Regions from separate parts of the Mus musculus genome. Here region 2 is linked to region 1. A link is a contact called in public HiChIP or PLAC-seq data. All regions are on one chromosome and are shown on one strand. The core of a region is the stretch at or near the end of the contact, and the rest is flanking DNA. Distances in the headings are between cores, read along the strand shown. Region 1 holds the start of Lilra5 (leukocyte immunoglobulin-like receptor, subfamily A (with TM domain), member 5). Region 2 holds the start of Shisa7 (shisa family member 7).

Region 1 (5,121 bases), core at 1,791-4,290:
GGCCCAAAACAGGATCTTTCCCAGAAGCTGTGTTGCTTTGGCCAGGAAGGTGGCCGGTTGTTTGGAGCCGAAAATGGTGCCGCCTCAGAAGGTCTCTGGCTCTCGCCTGTCCCAGAAACTTCTGGCCTCTGTATTCCACACCCTCACCCGTCTGTCAATTTCATATATGTATGCAAATTATATTGATCATATATCCACCCATCACTTCCATACTTCTACTTGGACTCCATCCCTGAACCTTTTATCACATTTCCTCCCAATTTCCTGCTAAGTTAATATAATTTGTAATTAACTTACTGGAGTCCAATTAGTCCATGTGTATAGGGTCATCCGCTAGGGCATGAACAACCTTGCAGTGGCCATTCTTCTAAAGAAAAGTGATTTATCCCATCTCTTGTTCAGCAGCCATCAACTGCCAACAGTACACACACACACACACAAACACACACACACACACACACACACACACACACACAGGGATTTTGTATAGGTAACCTCAGCTGCTATATGTTTATGTATACAACAGCTATTCATGTTCATAAGACAGTATTTCACAGCCCCCGTCCCCATCCTCTGGCTTTTATATTCTTTCTACTCCTCTTTCATGATGTTCACTAAGCCTTGGTAGAAAAAGTGATACAGAGTTAAGGAGTTATAATTACTTGTTGTCTTTTGATCAGTTATGAATGAGCGTACTGCAAAAAGAAGCTTCTTCAAGAAAGGTGGATCAAAGCACAAGTTTATGAAGTGAATTACTGGCATAGTTTTGTTGAGTTGAAAGGTGATGTTCTCAGATCCATCTACCACTAATAGGATCCATGTGATGCTGTGGAGGTGGGGAGAGTGGAAAACAGTCCCTCATCTTCAGTGTTTGTGGAGTTCTGCATAGAGGAGTTTCTTTCCTGATACTCCCTCAGACTCTCACACTCCAACACAGCCTCTTCTATCACTTAAATAGAACTACTTTAAATGAAGGGTTCCAACCCACAACTTCTCACTAAAATGATACCTACCTACTTCTAGCTCTCTGTTCTATTCATTCCTGTTAGCAGTCTTGCCTTTCCTGACCCAGATTGTCTACAGAAGGTTTCTTCTAGTCTGACCTAGAAAACAGGAAGCTCAGGGAGCTTGTTCATCAGCTCTGCAATGTGGTATCTATTTCTCTACACTTGGCATATGCTCAGAATTGTGACTGTCAGGGAGGGCTTCAGTGGGACCCTCACATTCAGACTTATGTGATGGATGACCATGGGTGACTGTCTTAGTTTGGGTTTCAATTGCTGAGAAGAGACAGCATGACCAAGACAGGTCTTATAAGAGAAAATATTTAATTGTGGCTTGCCTAGAGTTTCAGAGGTTCAGTTCATTATCATCATGGTGGGAAGCATGACAGTATGCATGCGGACTTGGTTCTGGAGGAGATGAGAGTTCTATATCTTGATCTAAAGGCAGCCAGGAGGAGACTGTCTTCAGCAGGCAGGCAGGCAGCCAGGCAGGCAGAGCCTCTCTTTTGTCTTGGGCAGAGATTGAGCATAGAACTCCAAAGCCCATCCTCACAGTGATAAACTTCCTCCAACAAGGCCACACCCACTCTAACAAGGTCACACCTTCTAATAGTGCCACCTTCCATGGGGCCAAGCATATTCAAACTACCACAGTGACAAATACTGGAGTAGATCTGTCTTATGTATTCATAGAGCTCAGTGCTGACTGTGGGGTTTGGATAATGAATTTAGACATCCCAGCACTTGTCTGCAACGAGGAGATTGGAACCACAGATGGCTGTCTTTGCTAGAATTCCTGATCCTACCACTTGGAGAGCAAATTCCCATACAGAACTCCGAAGATGGCACATCCACTGTACTTCCTGCCCCTGTGATCTAGGAAATGGGTTCTTCTCCATTCAGGAATCTTTTATTCTCGTTTTCTTCCCCTGACCATGACTATCTGAAGTTTTCACACATATTATGATGGACCACGTGTAGATACATGGAACAGAGAAAGACAGACAGACACACACACACACACACACACACATTAGTGAGCACCTAAACGATGCAACAACAGCATGAACTTCTCATGCCCCAAACACTTGCTTTTGATGGATGAACTCATGAATGTCCCAGACACCATGGCACAATTCAATGCTCAATCTGAGTAGTGAACAACAGGCTGACAACAGGCTCCAAAGGTGGAACCTTAGCGATGAGATGCTAGTCTTCAAACTGGCACCACCAATGACTAACTTGCAGGTCTTAGGGAGAAAGCAAACCTTCTTCCAGCAAGGAGAACACGGCCCCAGAAAAAAACATAAACAGTGAGAAGGGAAGGAACAGCTCTGAGTATTGTTCTCAGAGAGATGGAGGCAGATGATGTTAGTAAGAAAAGAAAGTGAGGTCTATGCTGGGGGCTGTTCTTCAGGGGACAGTGACACCCACTCCCAGAACCACAAGAACAGCTATGTTTCCTTCCCCATCTCTGTGTGTTCCCCTCCATGCCCATCCCCAGAATGAAGCTCCCTGTGAGGGGCACAGTTAAATGCTCAGTGTGCCTGCTACTCTGCCCCCATCATGAACATCAATCTGCATCATCCCAGAAGAATGTTTATGGCTACAAGATAACTGATCTATGTAAGGACTCCCCAGAGCTTTGGAAGGATGAGCTGGAAGAGTGGATTCTCTATGGGGAGTTTTTAAGAGAGAAAGATCAATCTTTAGCCACCCTCAGCTGGAAGGGGCCAGCAAAGGAAGGTAACAAAGGTATTTTGTTTCTGCTGCACTCTTAATAATTGAGGTTAAGCGAGATGACCGTATCTGTAAGAATTTCTGGAGCTTATTCAAATCACAGTCCTGGGGAAATGAGAGGCAGTTGCCTAAGGAGGGCTGTTTCCCTTCCTGTGTGTACTCTGAAGGTTCCTCTGTGTAATCATGTGATTCTAGGAATCCCGCCTCTCTAAACGTCCCATACTTTGTGATATTTGTCGATCTGGCCAGACACTGTGGTCTCTCCCAAAAGTACAATTGCAGCCACTGAGAGAAAGTGCCATGACCTTCGTCTTCACAGCTGTGCTCTGTCTGGGTAAGATTTGAAGAGGAGAAGGGTAATAATGGCCATACAGCCGGGTTCTAGCCAATCAGGAAGCTTCAGGGTGTTTAAGAGATTCCAGTGAAGCGAAAGAGCGCTTAGGTAGGTGTTAGGGGCAAACTTTTCATGGGGGATTCTCTTCTAGGGCTGAATCTGGGCCAAGAGACCTCCATGTCGGAAGGTGAGTACTGCTCCAGATCGCTCCTCACTCGGGAACTGAAGCTTCCCCCGCTCAGTGGGGCTCGAGAACATCAGATGATACCAGGGAAGGGGTACTAGAGCTGAAGGCTGAGATCGAGGGGCGATATTGTATGACTGTTTCCCTCATTTCTTTGCAGGGAATCCGCACAAGCCAACCCTTAGTGTTCAGCCAGGATTGGTGGTTGCCAAAGGGAAGCAGGTGACCATCTCATGTGAGGTGACCACAGGGGCCCGGGAATACCGTCTTTATAAAGAGGGGGGTCCACATCCTTGGCGCACACGGAACACTCCGAAGACCACAAACAAAGCTCAGTTCTTGATCCCATCAATTGAACAACGATCTGGGGGGATATATCGCTGTTACTATAAGACCCCCACTGGGTGGTCAGAGCACAGTGACCCTCTAGAGCTTGCAGTGACAGGTGAGAGAACACTCAGTCCCAAGCTAAGCACCTCAGGAAAGGGGTCTACTTTCAAGAGTGTCCTGTCTCACAGCTCAACACTGGAAGGCAATGCAGCCTGGATAGTCCCACTTAACACGCTACAACTTTCTCTTCTAGGACTCTATAGTAAACCCAGCCTGTCCACCCAGCCCAGCAATGTTGTGAATTCAGGGGAGACTGTAACCCTTCAGTGTGTCTCAACACTGGGATTTAACAGGTTTGTTCTGACCAAGGAAGGAGAACAGAAGTGGTCCTTGATCCAGGAATCAGAGTTTATAAACTCTACGGGGCAATTCCAGGGCCTATTTACTGTGGGCCCCGTGACCCCCAGTCAAAGGTGGATATTCAGATGTTACGGCTATCATGTCAACAGCCCCCAGGTGTGGTCGGAACCCAGCGATCTCTTGGAAATACATGTGTCAGGTGAGAAAGCTCCAACATTAACTCAGTTAGTGGTTGACAGCATAAGTTCATTGCCAAGAATTTTGCTTTTCCTAAGGGAGTCCCAGGAAGTAAGAGGATAAGAGAAACTGAACTGGAGCCCCAGATTAGGAGGAGTACTGGCACTTGCAGGTAGAATATGGAGGGTGGGGTGGTGCTTGACAGGTGGCAGCTCTTTGATCCCTCAGGCCATTTTCTCCCTAGGGCTGCCTCAAAAGCACTCACGGCTTACTTGTCCAAACTCTCAATCTTTCCATTGGAGAGAACCTAACTGTTGTTTATACATAGATTATTATGAAAGACTTCTCTGTCCAAGGGTTAGGGAAGTGACCTCATCCACAGCCCTGGCCTGTTATTTACCAAGCAGGGCTCTAAAGGCCAACTTCCCTTTGGACCCCTACCGGGGCTGGTCCAGATGCTATAGTGTACACAACGTCTCTTTCAAGTGGTCAGTACCTAATGACTGTGAAAACCCTGATTATAACTGAGGAGTCCAGTGGGTCCACTCAGAGACTCAAAACTGCACAGGACCAACCAAGGGAGAAGAGTTGGTGGCCAGGATGAAGGATGAGGAGCTCAGGAGCAACAGACTAGGAAGTGGGGCAGGAGCAGAGTCAGCGAAAGCAGGAAGAGAGCCACGTCCTCAGAGTCAGGTTCAGAAATAGTCAACACTTCCCCCATCTCTCTTCCTCTGGGACAGTTCCCTGTCACACTCTCACACTTCTCAATGAAGCGAGGCCCCATGGTATCCTATGGAGAGTAAGTGGCCCTGCAGTGTCAATCACTGAAAATGATAGGCACTTTTTTTCTGATCAAGGGGAGAGCAGCTCCTTCCTGTCTGTGTCTGAGATCAATGTCTCCTAGATCAGCAGTATCAGGCAGAATTCTCTAGGAGTGCTGCTGTGACCTCCCTTCTTGGGGACACTTAAAGGTGTAGCTGTTGAAACTTATA
Region 2 (5,069 bases), core at 1,717-4,216, 610 kb after region 1:
ACCTGTTGGGGTTCTGCCCTGCTAGATTTCTTCTGAAGCTCTTGTGTGTTTGTCACAGGATGCACACACGGCCTTGCTGTGTGCCTCTCAATGCTTAGACTAGAACTAGAATGTCCATGGAGGCGGATGATTTGAGCTACATCTTTGCTGCCTCTCCACAGCCCTCAGACCGGAGCGTGATGCATGTAAATGCTCAGGAAGACATCTACATCTTGCAAAAGGGTGAAGCAACTATGGGAAGTGGATACTCACATACCCAGCCCTCAGGTGAGAACAAAGCTCTAAGGGGTCTTATTGCCCTTCAGTGACCAGACTTGTGCTAGGCTGTGAACCTAGTCTAGATGGCTTTCTCCCACACACAGACAAGGGAGGTGAGACACCTAGAGACCCAGGTTTTCTGAGGGTAGCAGACGCAGCTATAGAGATCCCTTCATTCTTTGAGTACTGACAAGTACAATGGCAATCTGGCTGGAAGAATGAAGCCATCTGTGCTGATGGGGCGGAAGGCAGCTGTCTCCCTTGCTCAAAGGCTGTGAGTTGACAGAGGACAACCAGATGCAGCACCCAGTGCAGACACTGGAGACAAGGGGACCAGTTCTCTATTTTTCTCACACAGGACTGCTCAGACTCACAACAGCACTGATACTTGACACAGACCACAGAGCAGCTAAACTGCAGCCTCAAAGCAAGGGCACTCGGTGTCAGTCTGGTGATGCGCCTATACACCCTTCGAGAACATATGTGTGAGTGCGTGTGTGCGCGCACATACACATAATCACTCCACACGGACATATAAACATTTGTACATATTTTAACCATCAGTGTTCAAGGCTCATATGTTAAGGCATACCACAAACATTACATCTCTATACCAGCTCCCTGCACTGGGCTGGCGGGCAGGCAGGCAGGCGTCCTCGCTCATCCGAGCTCTGTCATGCAGCCCTATAGGTGCAATCACACTCTGGCCCAGCTGCGCAGAATCTGCAACTGGCATGTGAGAACTCCTGCCCCGCCCCCTCCCCGCCCCATCTCCTACTCCGCCCCAGCCCTACACCGCCCCCGACCTCTAGTTCTCACTCACAAGGCAATGTCCTCCTCCACAGCCTGAGGGGGTGGGTGGGAAAGGAGGCCCAAAACCCAGGTTCTTCCTTCGGTTGCACCTTGCTTGGTTCTCAAATCCAGCTCAGGACTTGAATGACACAAGGTGTTACAGAGAAAAAGAGCCAGCCTCGGAAAAGCAAGCCCCCAATAAGTCCTATCCCATCCCTGCCAGCTGGGGGTGGAGAATGCTGGCTAGGATGTCAGAAGTGGGCTGGGCTGGGTGGATCGGAGTGCCTCCCGAGGGTCCTTGCAGAGAACAGCAGCAGGTGGGGGGAGGCGTGGTGAGGACGCCTGAGAGCCGAGAAAGGGACGGAGGAACAGGATCCAGGAAGAGGGGAACGCAGACGAAAAGAGGAAGACAGAGATAGTCAGGGAAGAGACAGAAACCCGCAGAAGGTGGTACCAGAAGGATGGGTTAGTGATGGAAAGTAGACAGAGGCTGAGACACAGAGAGTAGGAGACCCAGAGAGAGAAACAGAGGCCCTGGGATTGGGAGGGGAAGTAAAAGACAGCGAGAGAAGTGAGATCTAGGGATGGGGAGGGCACAACCAATAAAGTCTAAAATGGCCCGAGTGGGGTCTGCAGGTGGCGGCTGAGGAGGTGGTGGTGGGGGCACAGATCAGGGAAGGGGGTAGGAGCATGTGGAAGGGGTTCCTAGGAATCTCAGGGATTAGGAAGTCGGTTTGAGGTGGGAATGCGGAAAGCAGGCAAGATTGGGGACCTGTAGAAGGAGGGAGAGGAGAGTAGCAGGTCCTGGCTACTGTGGCGCTGGGAAAGACCCCCAAATCCCTGCCTGCTAAGGATAGCGTGGATACCACATGCAGCGCTACTTTGTCTGGGCTGTCTGGGGTCCCTGCCTAGAGTCTCCGTCCATTCTCTTCTTAGGCCCCCTGCCTACGTGCAGCCGGCTGTCTTCTCTCTTTCTAACCTGGCTCTGCCGTCGGGTTTCTGTTCCTCTGCATCTCTGCGTCTGTCTAGGGCTCTGTCCGGATCTCTGTCTGGGCCCTCCATCCCCAACCTCCCCCGCCTGGATCTGTAGCCTCCTTGTAATTTCCACACCCAGTTCCTCTGTCAGGGGCTCTCTCAATCTCTGCTTGTCTGTCCCGGGATTCTGTCCCTTCTAAGTGTCTCATTCTCATCACTGCACTGTTCCCCGCCCTTTGAGCCCCTCACTCTTGAGCAGAGTGGGTGGGGGGCGCTGCGGAGGGAGCTGTGTGTTCCCAGCGCAAAATAGACTCCCGTTGCCATGGCGACGCGAGCGCGGCCTCGAGACGCAGGCTTCGGGCTGGGTGTGCGGAGGGGACACCTGGAACCGGAACGCGGGGGCCGGGGCTCCGACGCCCGTGTCCCAAGGGGCTCCGGAGGATGGATGGAACTCCTAGGTCCCCGGGGAGGGTGTACTGGGCTAGGTAACTTGTGGGAGGGGGCTGGGCTGCTAGGATCTGCGGCGGCGGTGGGTGAGTTTGATTGTCAATGGGGTTGGACTGGTCCTTGCATCTCTGGTGGACACGGGATGCCTTCAAAGGCCCCCAGGCTGGGGATGGAGTCTGCGAATCTCGGGTGAGGGTTTGACGCGGTGGAGGCGGAGGGGCGTCTGTAGAGTTTGAACACTCTGATCTCCAAGGGGCTGCAGAATTCTGCGTCTTGGGCGAGTAAGGACCACGGAGCAGCAACTGTCCATCCCATCCATTCACATACTTGTCCATTCCTCCCCATCCCTCTTTTTCCCCCGTGCCTCAGTTTACCCCTCCTCACCAGGTACGGATGCGCTCACCTCACTTTCCGGATGCGGGACCTTCAGGGAATCGGGGGTGGCAGCGTGGGGGCCAGCCAGGGTAGGCAGAGCGAGCGCGTGTCTGCCAGCCCGCGGGGCTGGGCGCGCGCGCGCTGATGGGGGTGGGGGCGGCAGGCTGCGTGGTGGGGACCCTGGCCGGCAGCTCTTTCTTTTGCAGATGCGCACCGGCCCCAGTGCAGATGTGGCCGCTGCCAGCCCTCGCCTGTGTCTCGCGCCGGCTTGGAGCTTGGAGAGGCGCCTCCCCCACCCCACCTGGAGGAGACCCCACTTTCTTCCTCCCACAGACCCTTGTAGCCCCCGTGATGCCCCCTAAACCCAATAATGGTTCGGTCCTCAGTCACATAAATGTTTATTCTCCGAGACAGGGTCCCAGTTGTGACATTTGTTCCCCCTCCTTTTCCCGCTTCGTGAAGTGGCCCGGGGCCCAGCCCCACCTCCACCTTTCTCTAAACCAATTCCCACCCAGCATCAAGGAATTTCATTTGCATTTCCGGGACCAGCTGCCCAATCGGAAGACAGAACCACGCCTCCTCTCCCACGGGGGCGGTTCTCCTGGCGGACTGCACCACTCTTGGGATCCATGGATGAAGGAAAAGTCATCCATCAACGTCTGGGTGACAAGGAGGGTGGGTGCTTCCTTCAAGTCAGGTCCTGGAGTTGGGCAACAGGGAGTTTTTCTTGCCTTGGAAGAAGCCTAACAGTCCGATGTCTGTGACTGGCTCCTTGAGGATCTTCTGAATCTGCAGGCAAAGGAGATGAGGAAGTGAAGAAGCCCTATCTCCGGAATAGAGAATCTGAGGAGCACCTCTTCATCTTGATCTCCCTTATTCTGACAGCATCGCTTCTCCAGTCAACTACTTCTTTTTCCTGTTTTCCAGGTGACCTCTCCCTCACACTTGCCTGGTTGAGCTGTTCCCCGCCATCTTGGTATGCTCTTGCCTTGGGACCACTAAGAGCAGATGGTTTGGGTTATCTTGTCTACCTCCATGTCCATCTTCTTCACTAGTCTCATCTTTCCTGGGTCATTCCTTTAGCTCTCAGCTCTCCCACACACAGACCCAACGAACTCATGAACTCTCAACGAATTTACACAACTCTCTCTTGGTGGAACAAGAATAATCAACCACATTACTGGCAATCAAACAGTCCAGCCAAGTTTATCTCCAGAAAATTATACCAAAAAATGCAAATCCTGCACCTCCACTTCTCTTCCCTGGTTAAACCCCACCACTGTTTATGGGATTTGTTGGTTTCCCTTCTTTGTCCCAGGCCACATAATGTAATCTTTTGACTATTCACCAATTTGATGGTGGCCAGCTCCTGTACTCTTTCTTTCTCAATGAAGCATAGTTGAGGTTTATTAAAGATATTTTAATATAGAGTTTAGGAACAAAGAGAGGTGCTTTTTCTCTTGCTTGTGGCCCCAGTAGTCTATGGAATTTCCTGGTAAGAAGATAAACACCAAAGCATGGATGTAGACTTCTCTAAAAGGGAGCTGACTCCTAACCTGCGCGCGCACGATCTGCGGCAGAGGACAGCACTCTCCCCACATGAGTTTTATTTCTTTGTTGATGTTGATTTGGTTGGGATAGAACCCAGGGCCTTGCCAAAGCTAGACAAGTACTCTGCAGACTGCGTGTGTGTGTGTGTGTGTGTGTGTGTGTGTGTGTACGTACATGTTTATGTGGGTATGTAAATGTATGTGAGAGAGAAAGAGACAATGGCTCGGTTATTGTGAAACGCCAAATCTTTCCTAAGACGTGGCCCAGGCTCCCTCCTCCCTCTCCTCCCCAACCTGACAGTATTGGCCACACTCAGCTACAATTATTGGACTGAGGGAAACACAGCCCTAGCTTCCTGGAAGCAGTATTCTCCTAGCAGCCTTAAGATGAAGATGTAGAACTCTCAGTTCCTCCTGCACCATGCCTGCCTGGATGCTGCCATGCTCCTGCCTTGATGATAATGGACTGAACCTCTGAACCTGTAAGCCAGCCCAATTAAATGTTGTTCTTTATAAGAGTTGCCTTGGTCATGGTGTCTGTTCACAGTAGTAAAACCCTAACTAAGACAATACTCATCATCAACTCCTTTCCTAAGCTCCTCCCAGATAAACCCACCTCCCCATCCCCGTCAATGGTAGCTGTGCTTTTTACTTTTAATAACCAACTGATTC

Evidence for each region. HiChIP or PLAC-seq counts read pairs in DNA pulled down with a chosen protein or histone mark.
Region 2: a contact with region 1 is called in an H3K4me3 HiChIP or PLAC-seq map of bone marrow-derived macrophages, with 4 times the contacts expected there. The contact joins the promoter of Shisa7 here to the promoter of Lilra5 in region 1. A contact is called at or near these places in 1 of 39 promoter capture datasets (cranial neural crest) and 1 of 115 datasets of contacts at active chromatin or transcription factors (bone marrow-derived macrophages).

Annotation. Positions count from the first base shown.
Region 1 is chr7:4,234,714-4,239,834 of GRCm38.p6, forward strand. Lilra5 (leukocyte immunoglobulin-like receptor, subfamily A (with TM domain), member 5) reads left to right here and starts at 3,041. Exons shown (of 6, transcript NM_001081239.2): 1 at 3,041-3,078; 2 at 3,230-3,265; 3 at 3,423-3,707; 4 at 3,846-4,151. The coding sequence starts at 3,045.
Region 2 is chr7:4,841,730-4,846,798 of GRCm38.p6, forward strand. It overlaps Shisa7 (shisa family member 7), which reads right to left and starts at 2,967. Exons shown (of 6, transcript NM_172737.4): 1 at 2,876-2,967. It overlaps Isoc2b (isochorismatase domain containing 2b), which reads right to left. Exons shown (of 6, transcript NM_026158.2): 6 at 3,231-3,636. The coding sequence ends at 3,541. Gm36127 (a long non-coding RNA gene) reads left to right here. Exons shown (of 2, transcript XR_881804.2): 1 at 1-267; 2 at 3,054-3,256.